Regions from separate parts of the Sus scrofa genome. Here region 2 is linked to region 1. A link is a contact called in public HiChIP or PLAC-seq data. All regions are on one chromosome and are shown on one strand. The core of a region is the stretch at or near the end of the contact, and the rest is flanking DNA. Distances in the headings are between cores, read along the strand shown. Region 1 overlaps EML4 (echinoderm microtubule-associated protein-like 4). Region 2 has its middle 33 kb from the start of EML4.

The links. HiChIP or PLAC-seq counts read pairs in DNA pulled down with a chosen protein or histone mark.
Region 2: an H3K27ac HiChIP or PLAC-seq map of alveolar macrophages shows a contact between it and region 1. The contact joins two enhancer-like sites. A contact is called at or near these places in 1 of 47 Hi-C or Micro-C datasets (embryonic fibroblasts) and 2 of 2 datasets of contacts at active chromatin or transcription factors (alveolar macrophages and skeletal muscle).

Annotation. Positions count from the first base shown.
Region 1 is chr3:98,027,498-98,032,373 of Sscrofa11.1, forward strand. The region is part of intron 17 of EML4 (echinoderm microtubule-associated protein-like 4); the gene reads right to left. Among named protein-coding and RNA genes, the nearest start is that of EML4, 130 kb to the right of the region's middle. Within about 2 kb of position 1,819, at least 3 of the 83 cell types and tissues checked have an H3K27ac peak or open chromatin away from gene starts, as enhancers often do. A contact at or near this core is called in alveolar macrophages, where this site is marked.
Region 2 is chr3:98,186,552-98,192,007 of Sscrofa11.1, forward strand. No RefSeq gene overlaps it. Among named protein-coding and RNA genes, the nearest start is that of EML4, 33 kb to the left of the region's middle. Within about 2 kb of position 2,855, at least 75 of the 83 cell types and tissues checked have an H3K27ac peak or open chromatin away from gene starts, as enhancers often do. A contact at or near this core is called in alveolar macrophages, where this site is marked.

The DNA.
Region 1 (4,876 bases), core at 569-3,068:
ATGTATTTTACCAATAATTCAGAGATTATACTTTTAAATTCACAATGGTTCAAGTTCACATGTATTATAAGCTTTATGAAGAACTTTAAATTCCACAAATTTAAAAAACACAAATTTAAAAAAATTAGAGGGAGTTCCCTTATGGTGCTGTGGGTTAAGGATCCAGCATTGTCGCTGTAGCAGCTTGGGTCACTGCTATGGCACAGGTTTGATGCCTGGCAGGCATGGCCGAAAAACAAAAACAAAACAAAACAAAAAAAAAGAAAAGATGAGAGAATATTATATTTGAAAATGTGTGATATGCCTGAATGTAGTTTTAATTAAATGGTTTACAGTTAATGGTTCAATACCCTCTAAAATTTTGTTAACTAATGACTAACAATTAATAGTATGTACTATGTACTAATTTTTCACCACTTGTATACTTTAAGTTTTTGTTTTGGTTTAGGAGATATTAGTTTTATTTAAAGATTTAGTGAAGTGTCAGTATTATCCTGATACCAAAACCAGACAGAGACAAAACAAGAAAACTACAGACCAACTTCCCTTATCAATATAGATGAAAAGAATCTTCAACAAAATCCTAACAAACTGAATCGAGTAACATATAAAATAGAGAACAAGATCAGGATGACCACTCTTGCCACATCTATTCAAAACTGTACAAGAGATTCTAGTCAAAACAATCAGTCAAGAAAATGAAAAACAATTCAGATTAGAAAGAAAGAAGAGTTTTACAGGGTGCATAGTCTTATATGTAGAAAATCCTGAGGAATCCATTAAAAACTATTAAAACTAAGAAATGAGTTCAGAGGTGCAGGATCCAAGAGCAATGTATTTATATATACTAGCAATGAATATTCTGAAAATGAAATTGAGAAAACAATTTCATTTAAAATGGCATCAGAGATACTTAGGTACAAACTTAACAAGGCGCAAATTTGTACCCTAAAAACTAAAAAACATCTTTGAAAAAATTCTAGATTTAAATAAATAAAGAGCTGTTCATAAATTAGAAGACCATATTAAAATAGTGACGTTCCCCAAACTGATCCATAAAGGAAAAAACAAAACAAAACAAAACAATTCTTATCAAAATGCCAGCTGGCTTCTCTGCAGAAACTGACAAGCTGATCTTAAAACTCATGTGGAAAATCAATGGATCCTGAATAGCTAAACTACCTTGAAAAAGAAAAAAGTTGTAGGACTCATACTTCCCAATTTCAAAACTTACTGCAAAACTACAATAATGAAGATTGTGGTACTGGCACAGGATAGACATATACATCAATGGGCTATAACTGAGAGTCCAGATAGAAACCCATACGTTTATGGTCAACAGATTTTCAACAAGGGTGTCAATATCCTGCACTGGGGAATAACATTCTTTTCAATGACTGGATATTCACACCCAAGAGAATGAAGTTGGATATCTACCTCACATCATATACAAAGATTAATAATGCAAGATGAATCACAGACCTAAAGATAAGAGCTAAAACTATAAAATTCTTAGAAGAAAATACAGAGGTAAATCTTTATGACCAAGAGACAAGAGAAAGAATAGATAAATGGGACTATATAAAATTTTGAAGCTTTTGTGAAATAAATGTAAACATAAAGGGAAAAGACAACCATTGGAATGAGAGAACATACTTGCAACTCATATATCTGATAAGGTACTATATCCAGAATATATAAAGAACGCTTATAACTCAACAATAAAAACACAAATCAATTCAAAGACAGGCACAGGATATGAGTAGACACTTCTCTAAAGAGGTTACACAAGTGGTTGGTAAACACATGGAAAAGACATTCAACATCATTAGCCATCAAAGAAATACGTATCAAAACCACAAAGGAGTTCCTGCTGTAGTGCAATGGGTTAAGAATCCGACTGCAGTGGCTGGAGTTGCTGTGGGGGCGCAGGTTGAATCCATGGCCCGGCACAGTCACTTAAGGATTCAGTGTTGCCACAGCTGTGCCATAGGTTGTAGCTATAGATCCAATCCCTGGCCTGAAAACTTCCATATGCTGAGGGGGAAGCTGGAAAACACACACACACACACACACAATGAAAAAGCACTTCACTAGGTTGGCTAAAATGAAAACAAAGTCAATGACAAGTGTTGACAAGGATGTGGAGAAATTGGAACCTCCATACTTTACTAGTGGAATTGTAAAATGGTGTAGCTATTGTGGGAAACAACCTGGAAGCTCTTCAAAATGTTAAACACAGAGTTATCAGCAACTTTACTCCTTGGTATATACCTAAGAGAGTGGAAAACATATGTCTACACAAAAACGTATGTATGACTGCTCACAGCAGCATTACTCCCAGTGGTCAAAAAGTGGAAATAACTCAAATGGTCACCAAGTGATGAAGGAGGTATATTCATATAATGGAATATTTGCTGACAATAGGGATGAAATACTTATATATTCTGTACAACAGGGATGAACCTTTGAAAGATTAAGTGAAAGAAATTAGAAACAAATGACAATGTATAATATGACTCTATATGAAATGTCTGGAATTGGCAAACCCATAGAAACAGAAAAGTAGATCTGGAAGTAGGTGGGGGTGAGGAGGAGTGAAGGCTAATGGGTATAGGATTTCTTTTTTGGGTTAATGAAAATGTTCTGAAATTAGCTTGTGATGAAAGTTGCACAATCCTGTGACCTTCCTAAAACCTAATGAAGAGTGTGTGTGTGTGTGTGTGTGTGTGTGTGTGTGTGTGTATTTTGGCTGCGCCTGCCTGCGGCACACAGAAATTCCAGAGCCAGGGATTGAACTGGTGCCACAGAGGCGAACTGAGCCACAGCAGTGACAACACTGGATTCCATAATGTGCTGAGTCACTAAGGAGCTCCTGAATAATATACATTAAATGGGTGAATTTTATGGTTATATGAATGATATCTCAATAATGCTGCTAAAAAGAATCCTTACTATGAGGATTAGCAATGTCAAGGAAGTACCATGTCCTCTTAGGTCCATGCATTTAATTTTTTCCCTCAGAAGTTACAGTAGTAATATATTCTTTTTTTGTGTGTGTGTTTTTGTCTTTTTTTTTAGGGCCACACCTGAGGCATATGGAGGTTCCCAGGCTAGGGGTCCAGTCAGAGCTGTAGCCATCACCCTACGCCAGAGCCACAGCAACGCAGGATCTGAGCTGCGCCTGTGACCTACACCACTGCTCATGGCAATGCCAGATCCCTAACCCTACTGAGTAAGGCCAGGGATTGAGCCCATGTCCTCATGGATGCTAGTCGGGTTTGCTAACTGCTGAGCCATGAAGGGAACTCCGTAATATACTCTTCTAAAACGATTTTATCACTGTGATAATTTACTCACACTTATGCTTACTTCTTAATTACAAGACATAGAAGATTTCTAGATATAGACATGAAGACATCTTTAAACATTTTGCTAGTCACCTTTTCTGCTTCATGCACAACTGGGACATATGCTGCATTAAGCTAAAAAAAATTCCTTGCCCTATGTGTGAGTTTTCAGGGTTAGGGTCAGTGATAATAATCCAAATGGCTACGGTGAGGGATTTTTTAATTTTAAGCTTGCTAATGATAGCTTCATTAAATGTTAGAAGGTAATTTCAGTGAATTTAATCAGATCAGTTTTTCCTTAAAAACTGGCACTCTGCATGTATGTATACATTGTAGAGCCATCCAATGAAGTGGTGACTCTTAATGATTCAAGTCCTTCTAGCCCTTACTACTCTACTTGGTGTTTTAACTCCTTCTTATACACAGTAAATTCTTTTTAAATACTATATCAGCAGTGATTTAACCTTCAAATATAAATTTTCCTTGTAGTATTTCCAAGTAATACTATAAACACCATTAAGTGCATCTTAAAGAATACTGGTGGACTCATGAAAAAGAGACAAGCTTTGGAATCATACAGAACCTGAGTTCAAATCCCAGCTCAATCGCAAGCAACTCTATGGGCCTTGGTTTCCTATCTGTGCAAAAGAGATATTTGTTGCATTTTTGTGAAGATTTAAAGTAATACATAAAAATAATTTGGTACAAGGTCTGTCATCAGATATTGAATAAATGGTAGCTTTTACTCTTACATTATTTATTTTTTTAGGGCCGTACCTGCAGCATATGGAAGTTCTTGGGCTAGGGGTTGAATCAGAGCTATAGCTGCCAGCCTACACCATAGCCACAGCCACGGCAATAACAGATCCAAGCCAAGTCTGCGACCTATACCACAGGTCACGGCAATGCCGGATCCTTAACCGACTGAGCGAGGCCAGGGATCGAACCTACATCCTCATGGGTACTAGTCAGGCTGTTTCTACTATACCACAACAGGAAATCCTCTATTTCACTGATTTTAGCATTTGTGGTATCTGTTCAGCTGTCCCCAAAATAGACCTGAAGTAAACTCCTTTGTGGTTTTCTTTCTTTCTTTTTTACTGGCTGTACCTGCTGCATATGGAAGTTCCTAGGCTAAGGGTCGAATTGGAGCTACAGCTGCCAGCCTACACCACAGCCACAGCCAAGGCAATACCACATTTTAAAGCTTATCTTTACCTTAGAAAACTATTTTTTCATGATTCTGAGCACTATATATGAGAAAGATTTTGAATGTTTTGATTTCCCAGAGGTGTTAATTTGCATCCAACAGCCAAAGGGGAAAACTTGCTACAAAAAAACTCTCCATGATTTAATTTAGTTAGAATTAAATGAAATGGCTGATTTGAAGTATTTGTTACATAAAAATATTTAAACGTGTTCACAATAATTTCAGCTCAACAGAAATCAGCATTCCACATTTTTCAATGGGTTTAACTTTTGAAAACTGACTTTATATTTTTCCTCTGCCTCTTTAAAAAGGAAAT
Region 2 (5,456 bases), core at 1,605-4,104, 160 kb after region 1:
GAACAAAGGTTTTAGGGATTGAGGAGACATATCAGTGAAGACTGGAGCAATCAAGGAAGGATTCCTGAAGGAGGCAGTGCTTATTATAAACTTTGAAAGCTTGGAATTAGTTTCAGGGGTTCATTTCTTTGGACCAGCGGTATGGTTTGGTTGGATTATGGGAGGCACTGGGGCAAGTACCTGGGAATTTGCCTGATTAGCTCCTTCCTAGAGACAGTTTCTGAACTTCTCTGAGTGGCCAGTCCATTTCTTTTTAGGGAGCAACTATGTGAAGGTGATCCTTCAGTCCTCAGTAAATGGTGAAGAAGCTCTGGGCCGCTAGTCCCTGGTAAATGGTGAAGAGGGTGGGGTGGTCCCTCTCTAGGCACTCTTGCATTTTATTTATTTTTTTATTTTTTTAATTTATTTATTTTTTTGTCTTTTGTCTTTTTTTTTGTTGTTGTTGTTGTTGCTATTTCTTGGGCCGCTCCCGAGGCATATGGAGGTTCCCAGGCCAGGGGTCGAATCGGAGCTGTAGCCACCGGCCTACGCCAGAGCCACAGCAACTCGGGATCCGAGCCGCGTCTGCAACCTACACCACAGCTCACGGCAACGCCGGATCGTCAACCCTCCGAGCGAGGGCAGGGACCAAACCCGCAACCTCATGGTTCCTAGTCGGATTTGTTAACCACTGCGCCACGACGGTAACTCCTGCATTTTATTTTTTAAATTTTTTTATTTTTGTCTTTTGTCTTTTTAGGGCCACACCAGCAGCATATGGAGGTTCCCAGGTTAGGGGTCAAATTGGAGTTGTAACTGCCAGCCTATGCCACAGCTCATGGCGACGCCAGATCCTTAACCCACTAAGCGAGGCCAGGGATTGAACCTGAGGCCTCATGGATACTAGCCCGGTTCATTAACCACTGAGTCACGACAGGAACTCCCCTCTTGGCATTTTAGATGGGACAGTTCTTCATTGGAACTATCCCACCCACTGCAGTATCTTTGGCATCCTGGTCTACACCCACCAATGCTCACAGCAATCCCTGGTCAGTGTGGCAGCCAAATTCCAATACATTTTCCCCAAAGCCCCTGGGGAAGACCATAACCACACAGGTGAAACCTACCACTACCTCAAATACCCAAGATTCTCCTCTCTGGACTGCCATCTACAACTAGGATTTCTAGATTTAGCAAACAAAATGTAGAACACTCAATTCCATTTGAATTGCAAATGAACAATGAACAATTTTTTTAATATAAGTAGGTCCCAAATATTGTACTACTTGAATTTGTTTGAAATTCAAAATTAACTAGTACTGAGTTCCTGTCGTGGCTCAGTGGTTAATGAATCCGACTAGGAACCATGAGGTTGCTGGTTTGATCCCTGGCCTCGCTCAGTGGGTTAAGGATCTAGCGTTTCCATGAGCTGTGGTGTAGGTCACAGAGGTGTCTCGGATCTGGCGTTGCTGTGGCTCTGGCATAGGCCGGTGGCTACAGCTCTGATTAGACCCCTAGCCTGGAAACCTTCATATGCTGTAGGTGCGGCCCTAGAAAAAAGACAAAATCAAACAAACAAACAAACAAAAAACCAAATTAACTAGTGTTCCTTATTTTACCTGGCAGCCCTATGCACAGCCCATCACCACCACATACAAACCTGCTTCCCAGACATTCCCTCTGGGTTGGTCACTGTCCTGTATGCTGGACCATCCCTTATGGCCTCCCTGCAAGACCCATCTATTCTGTATTTCAGTGCCTCATGTTCATTCTCTGCGCTAAGTCTCAGTGGGATGGTAAATACTTTAAGCAGATGGACAAATTCTTCTTAATAGGTAGGCTAGTTACCCTATCTAGATAACATTGTACCTTAACCTGCTAGAGTATATGCCGGCTTCCAGAAGGCTCTCACTGAATGGTGGTGGGGGAGACAGGGAGACTGGAAGCATCCCTAAGGCTAACAGCTTATGCCATGAGAGCCTACATGTCAGTGAGTCCCAACTTCGCCTGTACAAGGGGAGCTTAAAACATTCTTGATGTCTGGTCCTACCCTCAACGACTCTAAGTGAATTCTTCTGGGGTAGAGCCTGGCACTGGGGATATTTTAAGCCCCACACCCAGCCCAGGATCTCCCTAACTCTCAGCCAAGGTGGCTAATCACTCTCTACTTCCTGAGAAAAGAGAGAGAAAGGAGAGAGCAAGATAAAAATGAGAGGAGAAGAGAGAGAGAATGAAATTTTGTTTCAGGGGCTCTGCTTGGCATTGGTCATTGAGGGGATTTGGAATAAGCAAGAGGCAAACACATTCCACTCAAGTAGGGGAAAAAAGTTCAAGAAAGTAATATACTTCGTTCCATTTTGAGCAAAACAGATGTGAGACAGTACTTCTGAAGAGCCCAAAGAATGTTTCATTTTGTGCCAGACACTGTCCTTAAAGATGCCCCAGCTTACAAAAAAAAAAAAAAAGAAAAAAAAAGAAAAGAAAAAAGAAATAAGGAAAAAAAAAAACCGCCCTAGAGAGAGCCAATTTCTTTATTCCTCGGTGAGTCTAACCCAGGCCAGGATCAGGTTCAGAACTCAGGCTGCTCACACACATGGCCTTGCTGGTGTTGGCTGAGGAGTAAGCTTTTGATGTCACCGTGGGCACCTCCGCGAAAGAGGCTCCCCTCTTGCTCAGTGTGGGCTGTGAGCCCAGAGTGTCAGTCCCCGTGCCATTAGCACACGCCGGCCTCGACTCTGACAAGTAGGTCAGCAAAGACACGGCTCCAGCCTCCACGGAGAGGCGCTTGCCGCCGGCAGGAAGCTGCTTCTGCAGAATTAAAAACCATCAGAGTTGATCAAAGGAAGTGCAGGGTAGGCTGGCGGGCGGGCCAGATCCTAATCTCCGCTTGCCGGCCTCACACGTCACTGCACATGAGTCACCCCGCTGAGCTCAGCGGACATGCTGTTTGGATTAGGCTTTTACAGGCGACGTTTGCCAAGCTGCCTCTGCCGGCTCCGCTGCACAGAGCCGCTGAGAGGCGAGGAAGGACGGTGGGGATGGGGGAGAGATGTGGTTGCCCAGGCGCCAGGGAGGAGGGGGCCGTTGGCTCCCCAGGTACACAGGACAGGGACACTAGGGGGTGGCCGGAAGTCCTGCTGTCCCCAGCCTGTCTTCTCAGCTCAGCTCCACAAACCCCAACAGGAGCAACAGCACCCGCACCAGGCCTACACATCCTTCCTCTCTTGCCAGCTCTCCAATTAAGACATACTATTACAGGACTCACAGCTTGCCTTCACTCAACCATTTGCCTCTCAACGAGCAGGAATTCCTTTGCTCAAAAGCAGGCAACACTTCACCACTCAGGCATCTTGCTCCAAAGTCCAGCAGAAAAAAAAAAAGAGGAAAGTCAGAAAATAAAAATTCCTAAATTAAGAGCCAACCCATAAAAGCAGGGCTTCCCCTAGTGCCTGGCTGGTGTGACATCACCACGAGTTACTCAATGAAAATGGTGTCAGAGTAGCAGCTTGATTACATGTGGAAAATTTCTCCAAGAAACAGAACTCTGAGGAAAACGAATAGAGAGAGAAAAGACCTTGCACTTGGGTCCTTGGGGGGGGGGGGGGCTGCGTCCAGGGTGCTGATTCCCCGGGCAAAGAGCAAAGTGGGATTCTCTTCCAAACAGCAGCTCGCAGGGTCGTGGTTCTCAGGAGCGGCGGTAGAGGTAACCCAGCGGTTTGTTTTGCTTCCTTCTGTGGAAGCAATGGTAGGAACAAGATCAAAACCCTTTGTCTCTGATTCTGCCAAGTTTTGCTTCTGTGCATGGTAACTGGGAAGAAGCAGCCCCCATTATTTTGTAAGCCAAGGATTCTTGGCTGGTAGACTCTGTTGGGATTCTCTCTAGAGTATTTTAGACTCTCATTCATTAAAGGCATCTAAATGGAGGTGGCAGCCCTCAACACTTTCAAAATCAATGTTGCCAGCAGTCCCTATACCACTTTTGACTGGAAACCACAAATTTCCAAACTTACCGTTGCTCAGTTGGCTGAACTTTTAAAATTATTTCTTGTCTCTGGCTGAAACCTGAAAGGTTTCTTCTCACCTCTCTATAATTCTCAGGGTGGTCAAATTTGCTCATGAAATCTGTCTTTTCTTCCTTTCCTCTTTTATTATTTTCACTTAAAAACAGAAATAGAGATGGAAGTTACTATCCTGGATAGGCTGCCAGTCGCCAAAGCATAGCCTAGCAGTTGTTAGGTGAAATTGTTTAGCCTCAAATTCCTTATCTAGAAAATGCAGGTAAAAATCACCCTATCCTCACTGATGAAGCCCGAGCGAACTAACGCAAGAAAGACATTTAGTAAAGTTCCTGGTACCCAGTGAACACATAATCAATGCATTATTGTTTCTATTATGGTAATTACTCTGCAACCAGCATTATATAGCTAATAGTGGCAAGCTTCCTCAGGTTTTACTGCTAACATTTCTTCCTTCTGAAATTCCTCTGTGCCCAGAGAGCTAACATTTGCTTTAATTAAAAGTATTTGCTTGGAGTTCCCGCTGTGGTACAATGGGTTAAGGATCCAACATTGCTGCAGCTATGGCATACATAGGTTGAAGCTGTGGCTTAGATTCAGTCCCTGGCCCTGGGAACTCCACATGCTGTGGGTGCAGCTAAAAAAGAAAAGAAAAGTATGTGCCTGAATGGTGCCTGTGCATTCTTTGTTAGGAAAAGACTATAGGAGGGGAGCAGAAGAGGATCATTTATAAATGATGAAAAGGAGATATTTTCCCTTGGGGGGGAATCCTTTCTATAACTAGAGGAAGAAAAGTCCCATAACTCTTGAGCACGTGGGACTCTTAAGAGTTGGGATGGGGGACAGGGGGCACATATATTTGTCCTAGTGGAGTCTGTTAGTGGAGGAAGCCCTGGTTCAATGGATCAAACAGGCACACCTACCAAGCTTCTACCAGTTCTCTGGGTAGCAGGGGATGATGTAATGAGTGGAGGTCTTTTTGTTTAGAAAGGCATTGAGATGGGCGGCATTTCTGCTGTACTGGTGGTCCATGGGCATAGCCTACAGGTGGGAGCTGAGAAGGGGGGGAATTGGAGCAGCTTTCTATAGTAAAATAAAAGTAAGGCATGTCCCCATTTAGGTGGGCAGAATACGTTGGAAGCTTAGAACATGTGTAGGAAAATTCTGCCCTCTGTTCCTTAACATGAACTGAGACTATGGCTTGTCTTTGGTGTGCGTGCGTGTGTGTGTGTGTGTGTGATCTAAGAGTTACTCACAGGAGATCAAAAGACCATAGGAGGAATAAGGAGGGGTATCTTGACTACACACTGGCATGGAGACCCTGAAGAGAACAAGTACTGGCGAATGAAGCCTCCCATGGATTATTCTGGGAATCACCTAACTATGGGGTTCCTAGTAGAGTAACTCTGACTTTGAGAAGCATATGGCTGTGGAATACCCTTACCTTACAGACGACACTAT